2 separate regions of the Mus musculus genome follow, and region 2 is linked to region 1. A link is a contact called in public HiChIP or PLAC-seq data. All regions are on one chromosome and are shown on one strand. The core of a region is the stretch at or near the end of the contact, and the rest is flanking DNA. Distances in the headings are between cores, read along the strand shown. Region 1 has its middle 24 kb from the start of Prdm1. Region 2 overlaps Gm35154 (a long non-coding RNA gene).

The links. HiChIP or PLAC-seq counts read pairs in DNA pulled down with a chosen protein or histone mark.
Region 2: a BATF HiChIP or PLAC-seq map of CD8 T cells shows a contact between it and region 1, with 11 read pairs. The contact joins two enhancer-like sites. A contact is called at or near these places in 1 of 484 Hi-C or Micro-C datasets (nephron progenitors) and 2 of 115 datasets of contacts at active chromatin or transcription factors (CD8 T cells and embryonic stem cells).

The regions. Positions count from the first base shown.
Region 1 is chr10:44,480,588-44,485,751 of GRCm38.p6, reverse strand. It overlaps a transcript of Prdm1 not described here. Among named protein-coding and RNA genes, the nearest start is that of Prdm1, 24 kb to the right of the region's middle. Within about 2 kb of position 2,436, at least 35 of the 459 cell types and tissues checked have an H3K27ac peak or open chromatin away from gene starts, as enhancers often do. A contact at or near this core is called in CD8 T cells, where this site is marked.
Region 2 is chr10:44,673,861-44,679,024 of GRCm38.p6, reverse strand. The region is part of intron 2 of Gm35154 (a long non-coding RNA gene); the gene reads right to left. Among named protein-coding and RNA genes, the nearest start is that of Gm22503, 56 kb to the left of the region's middle. Within about 2 kb of position 2,249, at least 17 of the 459 cell types and tissues checked have an H3K27ac peak or open chromatin away from gene starts, as enhancers often do. A contact at or near this core is called in CD8 T cells, where this site is marked.

The DNA.
Region 1 (5,164 bases), core at 1,187-3,686:
CCAAGTGTGGTGGCACACACCTGTATTCAGCACTTGGAAGCTAAGGCAGAAAAAGGACTGAGAATTCCAAGCCAGCCATGTCTGGAGTCCATGTCTCAAAAGCAAGCAAATAAACTATCCTTAGTTGCAGGTAGATGGGGAAGCAAGGATTGCCTCTGATAATATTTGATTTTCTTTTAGTAAGATGTCCACAATCTGAAAGATTCCTGCATGAGTTTAAAAATAAACACATCAAACAAACAAACAAACAATAAACGAAAGCACACTTTCCCACTAAACCAGTGTTTTCTCCTGTGCTTTACAAACGAACACCGGGACACGTCAAGCTAAGAAGATGACTGTCAGATCAATGTGTAATCCTTGAGAATTTAAGGACTCATACTCCACTGGTTCAGGTAGAACTAAGAACAGCCTTGTTCAGCTTAGCTTACCCAGTTATTGCATGGTGACTGTAATGAGCCACAACTGGGCTTTCCAAGAAGGAAAAACAACTTTGTTCCATGCACTTCAAACTTCCCTAGGCCAAGAAAAGGCCTGATTTCCTTTGTCTTTATGAGACTAGATTCCTTCATGAATATTCCTTCAGCAAGAACGTTCTTCAGATCGTTATTAGAACACGTTGTCGTTGTGTCTAACCATGGTGAGAAGAGTTCTGGGCACTTTAAAATGGTGTAAGAAATCACAGACACTGGCAATCCCTCCCTCACTTGGAACTGGTGCATTTTGAAATGACACATACTGCTTTGGGGACCGGGACATAGCTTTCAGCACTTGACTAGCCCTCAAACCTATGCCCTACCCAAGACTATATGAGCTGAGAAAGGAAAGCATTCATACAGAGCACATCCCACTTCAGGGTCCTCTATAATTAATGGGTTAGGCTTGGCTTGTCATTCCCAAAGAGATTACCCTCCCCTAAGTATCATCATCACTGGGGAGAGAAATGTTATCGTACCCACCACAACCTCCGGCTCGAAAACATACTGCAGAGCTTTGCCCTAAGACTGTTTAATAGCTAAGAGTCCCTGCCACACCGCTACCTGAGCTGTCCTAGTATCAGGTGGGAGGCTGATCATGAATAGATATCTGCATTATCAGAAACGTTGCCCTACTTGCAGCTCAGTGAAACAAAAGGAAGACTTCTTAAAGGAGTGTTTTCTTTGAATTATCTTTCTGCAAAGCAAATGCAGCCATTGCTTAGGGAGGGCCCATGCGAGTCCTACAGTATGTGCACAGGAAACATAATATTAATCGCAGTGAAGCCTGATACATGGTTATAACTATCATCGAAACTCCTCTTATATTTTATTTACTGTTGGAACACTTTAAGGGAAAATGATTTTCCTTTGAGTGTCCCCACCTTGGGCCGGGGCGGGGAAAGAAGAATGAACTACGTGTCCCTTTGAAAAGCCTTTGGATTAGATTATCAGCACAGTTAATGCTTGAGGGACCTTGTGTCTCCTTAACTTGCCAATTTCTATTTGTTGAGTGTTGTAAGAGTTTGCTAATTAAACAGTTCCCAAGGTATTTTGAGAAGAACTTGAAGACGTTTCACCAACTGAACAATTTATTGCTGCAGTTGAAAAAAAAAAAAAAGGTAGTGTTTATTAACTTTCTTGCTGCATTTGTGGAGACTCCTGGTTATAAGTCCTGGCCCTTAACTGGATTTTGAGACTCGAATCAGCCTTAAGCCTTGCTGTTGTTTCAATGTATCACTGTCAGTTTCAGTAAACCTGAATCTAAGTAATGAGACCCTTGCTGCAGAGTTCAAATAAAAGCATTGAGAGCTCATAGGAACATTTCAGTTTTAAAAAACAAAAAAACAAAAAAAAAAAACATTGCTTCAGATAGTAGAATTGGAGGTATTTAAGGTTAAAAGAGAACACTTTCAACTTAGAAATTCTCGTCTCCTAATTCCTTACAGATGAATCTATGAAAGTAGTTTCACTCCACTATTGAAACACAAGCCTCTGTTAACCACACAGACCTGGGATACGGGGCCTCCTACTCCAGGCTTCATGTGGGAGGCCACAGCTGGGAATCGGAAGGGTACATAGATGTGGGCACAAGACGAACTCGAGCATACAGAATCCTTCTCTAAAAGGAGCTGTGCTGGCCTTCTGGTTGTAGCCACTTCTTGTCTCTCCTGGGCAAGTAAACTAAGCTAAGCGGCCATCTTTCTTTTGGGGGAAGGGGCAGTAGGGGTGGAGCTCAGGGCCCCATGAATGCCAAGCAAGCAAGCACACTAGCACTGAGTCCCATTCCCCAGCTCCTAGCTGGCTATTCCTATGCAATTAGTAATAATATTAATCTAGCTTTTACAATAGCGTAAACCCCACTGCAGTGGGTAGCATTTCGATAGACCTTGTAGCCTGTTGATCAGCCACACACAAGCCGCCTGGAAGCTCCAACCAGAGAAGCTCCCCCGGAGGAAGTGGGTGTGTGTCTGCCTGCCCTTTGTTGTGGTCAGTAAAGGAACTACTTGTGCTTTTTAATTAGAAGGGTGGGACCAGATTCTTCCTAATTGCAATTTGAGCTGCAATACAAAGCTTTTACAGAAGAACTGTGTTTAAAAGAAGTGCGTGGTCATTCTCTCCCGCATTCAACCCCAAGCCTTCCTTAAGTGACTCCTCATTTTACAGTTTAGCGGGGTTTTTTGTTTTGTTTTTTAACTTACCACAACCTCCTCCGAAACATAGTCTACCTCTACTCTGTAGTTCCAGTTTTGAAAGCTACAGCTTGGCTTCTGTTTGAGAAGGATCCGGAGGTATGCAAGGGCCGCCTGGGACAATGGATGTGGATACAAAGTGCTCCAAAGAGGAATTCAGCAGTGTCCATTCAGAATAGCCAGAAAGTGTTCATCCGAAATTGCAGACAGCTGCTCGTGCTAAGTGGGATTTATCCTTAGAACTAGACAAGGAAATTTGTATTTCCTGTTTTAATTAGAAGGGACTTTCACAACATAAGAATAAAAGGCATGGTTTGCCCCAAAGACATGCATCTGCTTCATATAAAAATAAATGCATTCTAAGTGTGAGAAATTGCTTGAAGATGGCCATGATATTGGGAATATGCTGTGTATTTACTTTATAGTCATCTGAGGTTTTCTTTTCCAGTAAGGTTAAGAACCTCAAGAATTTTTATGACTGAGTTAGAGAAAAGAGCATGGCCAAACGCTGTCGTTCATGTTGTGTTGGTACGAAGAAGAAGAAGGAGAAGAAGAAAGAAGAAGAAGAAGAAGAAGAAGAAGAAGAAGAAGAAGAAGAAGAAGAAGAAGAAGAAGAAGAAGAAGAGGAAGAGGAATGCTTTTTGTCTCATACACCTGCCAACTATGTTCATGGAAGGGCTGTTCTTGTAACCCTGACAGGAAGCAGTGGAATTGATTTTTCACCGCAATTGTTGACTTGGGATACATAGTAAATGAAATATAAATCAGTAGGCAGGTGTGTGTGTGTGTGTCTGTGTCTGTCTGACTAACTCTGTGTCTGAGTGTTCAAGCTCCTGAATTTGAAAGGAAATATAGTGGCTTCCTGCACAACATTGATTTTTTTTTCTTTTTAATAACTTACTTTTCAGATATCAATGCAGAGAATGTCGAAAGGAAACCATGTGAGTCATTTTAAATTATTCACAATGACAAAATTTCTAGCAGAGCTGTAACTCATCTTTTGAAGTTAACATGGGCATAGTAACCATTTAGTCCTTCCTCTGTGTAATACTGTTCGTCTCTTTGGCTGGGGATTTTGGAGCTGGCATTGAACCCAATAAAAATCAGTTTTTATTCCTACATCCTTACTCTAAGAAAAGAAGCCTTGAGGCTTAAGGAGTGGGCCTGCTTTTTGTTGTACAGATGTAGGGAAGACAAAATTAGGATAGATATAGACTGAAAGTTATATTCTCCATGCTTTGTTCAAAGTGGGCAGAACTTAATGTAAATTACTTACAGTTGCCCTCTTTTTTAATGCTCCTACCTGGGCAGGAGGGAGCTTGTAGTTGTACAGGGTTAGGTTTGGAGCTCTTTGTGAGTCTTCTCTCTGTGGCAACCTCCTTCCAAGTATATACCACCCTCTGTCAAGATTTGCCACAAGCTCTTTTCATGCCTCATGTGATTCTCTGAAGAGCCTTCAAGTCTGTTGGAACTTCTCCAAGAGTGCAGCACGTGACAGAGATGTCTGTCCCAGAGCTGCGCGCGAGCGAGGAGGTCCAAGGTCCATGGAGCATAGTTTGTGCTCTGGTGAGGACTGCCTCCTGTCATGTGCTAGACTAATTCTCATGGCAGAAAGGGAGTAAGGAAGCTCTCTATTGTCCCTTGTAGGAGTCAGCTTATACCTCAGGGGGCTGTATTCTCATTCCCTCCTAATAAAGTCACATTGGGAAACAGGACTTCAACCTGTGAACTGGGGAGAAAAGCAGTTGATCATTGGGTTGGAAGACCTAGTGTGGTTTCAGGAATATTTGGCATCAAGTAAGAAGTGTTCTTGGGAAGAAAAAATGTGCTGGAAGGGAGCTGGGGTAGGAGGCGGCACTGTGTCATCCTGGTGTGATGTCAAACGTCCAGCTGATGGCTGAGAAGGAGACACAGGGAAAGAGGGGCCTCCATCATGTTGTAGATAACAAGAAGTGCAGCTAGAGAAGACAAGAGTGATCTTCAGTCCTTAAGGGGAAAGGCAGCAAGCCATGATATATCAGATCTCTGACGTCACATATGTCAAAAGATCTGAGGTTGGTATTGTAGTATAGAAATGTAATCTAATGGCAGTCACGGGAATGAGGAGAATCCTGAACCCCCAATTCACCAAAATAGCCATGCATTTATCTAGACTGTGGAAGTGGCTCTACCACCCAGAACCATGTGCCTTCCAGCAGGTTCAGTTCCTCTGCCATAAACCACCTGGTTCAGGAATGACCAGTTTCCCAGCCTCACCAGCACCTCCCTGTCTTCACTTCTGGTTGAATTTGCCTGCATAATGGTGTTACAATTGCATCCTGTCATGTAATGCTATTTCAAATATGACTCCTAGCATAGATTCTGAGCTCTTCTCCTCCATTTTATCCATTCCCTACAAGAAACGTGGACCTGGAGTCCCGGGAATGTATAATGTAGTATAGAACATGCTATGTCTTGTTTGACTTAAATGGCTTAATAAGGAAATCTAGGCTCAGA
Region 2 (5,164 bases), core at 1,000-3,499, 190 kb before region 1:
CATCTTCTTTCATTTTCAGTTGATTATACTTCTTTTTCATGTTAATACAGATGATCCAGAGCTAACTCTCTAGTTGATTCAGCCAAAAATCACCTGGCAGCAGTACCTCCTAAGTGGTAAACCACACATAACAATGCCACCAAAGAACTCTCAAACCAATCAAGATGAGAGGCCTCCAAAGTCTCACAGGAGTTTACAAGAGCCAAAAGGATGCTCAGTAAAGTAGATCATCTGCTTTTATTTATTTTGTCATGTCCCTTCAAAACTTGTTTTTAGGGTCATGTTTTATAGTGCAAATAATGTAGCAGAACATTGTAGATATGCCATTTATAAGTTATCGTCTATTCATTAAAGCATTGTGCTAAAATATTTGATGTTATTACTTCTAGGAGTATGTGATCAAAACCAAACAAAAAGTTCATGTGAGATGTCCTAGCTAGCAGTTCAATCATCAAAGAAAACTGACAATAAAATAAAGATAAATAAATAAAACACTAATTACTCATGACTTAGTACTGGATCTGACTACCACCTGGTTTTATAAATAAAGTTTCATTAGGACACAGTCACACTCATTCATTTACATAGTGTCTAGGGCTAGTTCAGAAGATGTCTTGGAGATAGAACGACCCACAAGTCCTAAACTATTTTCCGTCTCTGGCCTTATAGAGAAAATAAAATGACTGACCCTTGATCTAAACCAGTGTTTCTCAACCTGCTGCTACCATTTAATACATTTCCTTATGTTTTACCAAGAAGCTCCCAACCATAAAATTATTTTGTTATTAATTCATAACTAATTTTGCTATGGTTATGAATTGTAATGTAAAATCTGATATGTAGAATATCTAACATGTGACCTCCTTCATGACCCATATTTGAAAACCGAAATCTGGAGGAGATTGTGAAAACAGAACAAAAACCATGCATGCTCCTCAAAGCACTCTTCAGCCACTGCTCTGTGGATAGCAAACCCTGCCATCTACATACCTGTGTTCTTTCAAAAAGTTGACGTGTAAACTAAAATTCAATTTCATCCATAAGCAGCTGCTTTTACCTAAGTCTGTCTGATTTCCTTGTGCTCCATTACTCCCTGGCTAGCTTGTAGCACCTTACTTTGGACAACAGTGGGTGCCCTGCCCCTGCCAAAACATGTTGTGCTCCAGTTAATATACTATATTTTTTAAAAGATCCAGAGACGCAATAGCCAATAACATGATTACTTACTCACAACATGCCAATGAAATATTAGTATTTGTCTAATCATGAACATTATCCACAAACTTGTAACAGTGGGATCATCAAGGGCTCTCCCTCTGCTCACCCACACTTCTTCAACCACTATACCTATAGACTCACAAAGACATTTGGGTATTGGCAAATGAACCCCTCCTTGTTTGGGGAGATGAGCCTGGGCCTGAATTTTGTACTAGAATTACTTTAAGTGGTTTCAGTAAGCGTGGTTCAACACCTGTGCCATCAGCATCATCTGAGAACTTGCTAGAAGTGTAAATTCTCAGGTTGTATCCCTGAATTATTGAATTGGAAATTATAGGGGTGGAGCATAGACATCTGTTGTTATTTATAGTGTTCCCATTGAAGAAAGAAGGAAAGAAATGCTGATTTAAGGACCTGGCATCATTCCTGAAGATGGAACCAGAAGAAAAGAACATTATGCTCCCCATTACTGCCTGTCCATGAAGTCTTTCTCCGGCCAACATTTGCTTTACATGTGCAAATCCCTAGGGAGAAGTATTTCTTCTTTGACTTTACTGGAGCAAATACTGAATAGAAAAACACATTACAATGCACCCAGTGATCAAATATCTGACCTCAATTATGCTCACTGTATTTTGTTTGATGCTTATCAGAGTTCTAGCAATATATGAGTCAGTGTAAAAAATGGATCCTATATATCTACTCCAGTGAACACCTAACCAATACTATGTCATAGTCTGATAAAAGAATTTTTCAGCTAAAAAAGACTGCCAACAAGCATCTCTTATTAAGATGCAAATCAAGCACTTTGAATGAAAAAGTTGGTATCTGGAACTTGGGAACTTTCACTGATGGAAAAGTTGAGAACATTTAGTTGGGGAATGGGCATTTGAGCTAATCCAGCTGCAAATTACATTTTTAGAATTGGACAAATGCACTGTCCAATTAGAGAAGGGTGTATGGGACAGGGCAGTAGCAGAGGAATGACATCCTGAAGAACTAAGGACTAGAGCACAGAGCTGGAGTGAGTGTGACGTAAGAGGAAGTAGAGGGAACAAGATGCACACAGTGGTGCTTTCCTTCATTATTTTAACAGATCACCACAACTTCTGTTTGAGACTAGAAGGAAGCCGGAAGTGAGTCACCACTGAGGTAGTTCAGCAGGACATAAAGGTAGTTAAAGCAGGGGAAGATAGAGAGAAACAGACAGATTTCGGAGCATATAGATTTTCTGATACAGAGTGGAGGAAGCAGGAGTCCAGGCTGACTCCTGAGTTTCAGCTGCAGGGAACTCATTAGCACAAACCCATAACTCAAGGTCTTCCTCTAGAAGAAGACCAAAAGGAAGCAGGCTGAGAAAAACCAGAAGGAAAGACTGTTGCAATGGTAATGGAAGACAATGGAAGAATGAGAGGTTCTGATTCCTACTCATAGAGAAGAACTCAGAAAGAATTGCCATTTTATAGGACACATATTACAACTAGGCATCCTGGCAGAGAATGTGTCCCAGGTTCTTCCTCAGGGAAAAATTTACTCTATCCTTTCAAACCTTATCTCTAATTATAGAGATTTTCATTTTGTCATAAGGATAGATGAAGTCATTAAAGTCTAGTCAAACAAAAAGCTATTTGACCAAATTAATTGTGTCTATAAAATATATGACAGAAGTCTCAGCTGCCCAAGATTCTGTCCCATAATTCTGACTTTTTGATAGCATTGAAAATATCTTAGTCCTAAGACAACTTGCCTCAGAACTTCCCGTGAAGTCTATCAAATATTACCTCAGGTAAAAAACTTCTTCAATCAGTGATGGCCCAGCACTTGGGAGGCAGAAGCAGGAAGATTTCTACAAGTTTGAGGCCAGTGTGGTCTTTAGAGCGAGTTCCAGGATAGCCAAGGGTATACATCAAAACCCTGTCTTGGAAAAATTAATGTTAAACAACAACAACAACAAAAACCTACTTCATACTCAAGGATCCACACAGGCAGGTATAACAAGTTGGCCATCACACAAAAGTCAGCCTAAAGGTTAAAGGCTAGCTGCCAGGACCAGAACCTCAGTCTTCTCATGTCCCCCAGCAATGCAAGTGAAATATAAAATGGGCATCCAGGGCAGCTATGGACTGGGAAGCAACAGAGAAGCATGCACATATGAAACCTAAAGATTCTGTGCACTTGGGAGCTTATACTTTCCTCCAGATACAGGTTATCCTTCACCAAAAATAAAATAAACATCAACAGAAATGTTGTTTGCTTTTGAGTTGTTTACCCTGGGTTACAGGGCCTGATGCTGGTACAATTTCTGTCAAGCTGTTAGTTTCACTTTAACTTTTATTCCAAATGATTCTTTGGCAAGAATGGGACAAGGCTGAAGCAGGTGGCCTCCGAGCATGCATCTATAACTCCCACGTACTGCACTAGGCACTGAAGCTACATCAACTACACTTGATCATCACAGAAATCCAATGGGCTGGTGACTAACCGTTTCATTTCACAGATGAGGAAACTGAGACTTGAAAGCATTAGATAACTTATTACACATGTCTAAGTCAAATACCAGTGAGCTTTTTAGCAAGCCCAATGTTAAAAGAAGCAACACTGTCCAAGGAGAAGTATGACCACATATCAAGCTCTGCCATTAGACAAAGTCAAAATGAGAAGACAGCCAAAGGGGATGGAAGTAAAAGGGAGAGGGCTCAGGTTACCGAAGCAGAGCTGGCAGTGGGTGGAAGGCTTGGCAAAAGCTGATGCCTACATGGCATCTAGTAGAACTAACGCTTATGGAAAGAAGATGCAAATTGGTTAAAGATTAGAAGTTGGCATACTGTTTAGACATTTTTGTTTTTATTTTGCTTCAGTTTGCTGTTTGAGAACTCAGTGGGTATATATTACCAGATTTGTTCAAATCCACTCCCACCACCGTCTCTCCAGTCCCTCGCCTATTTTCCTACCAATTTCCTTTCTAAATTCTTAATTTTATTGTTAAGGTCAGTGAGTTCACTCATGTTATCCATATAATACATTTGTAGCTTCTCTGGGATCGCCTCCCTGATGAAGTGGACTCTTGTTCTGCAAGCATCCACCAACTGCCAATAGCTCCTCAGCTAGGGGTGGGGCTTCATGAGGCCTTCCTGCTCCAGTTGTTGGACTTTTGGGTGCTTTGATCTTGCAAAGGTCTTAAGCACATAGTTACAGCCGCTGTGAGTTTATGTCATATAACAGTGTTGTCAGAGCCAGACAATACCGTTTCATTACAGATAACCATTGCCTCTGACTCTTACAATCTCTCTGTCCCCAAGCCTTGAGGGGAAGGAGTGTGATATAGATGCCCCATTTGCAATTATACTCTCTACAGTCTTTTATTCACTTCATGTTAACCAGTCACAGGTCTCTGCATTAATCATTACTCTCTTACAAAAGAATGGTCTCTCTGATGGAGGATGAAAAATGCCCTAACCAGTGGGCCCAAGGGTAAGGACTTAAAGTTCAGTTTGTTATTATGTTTATTTAACTAATTAGTGGTCATAGGTTATCTCCTAGGTAAGAAGCCATGGGTCTTTGTTTCAATTGATGGTATCAAGCATTCACTCTGTCTTGTGGAGTGCGCCTCAAACTCAATCAGAAAGTAGCTACTTCCATAGTATGTCACTATTACAAAGGTGAACATATCTTGCCATGATAGGCATTATTGTAGATCTCTATGTGCACAGCGGAGTATAAAGTACATGACCTTTTTATGCTCTGAAACCTTATACACACACATAGTGTATCTTGATCACATCCATCCCTCGCTCCACCACCACAACTTCTCCCAGGACCTCCCCACCACAGCTACCCTGGCTCACCTCATGTCTCCTCTTAGAACTGTTTATGTAAATCCACTAAGTCTAACGACTGCGGCCTCATGCATATGCGACCATCCATGGGTTTTATTCACCCGGTGATG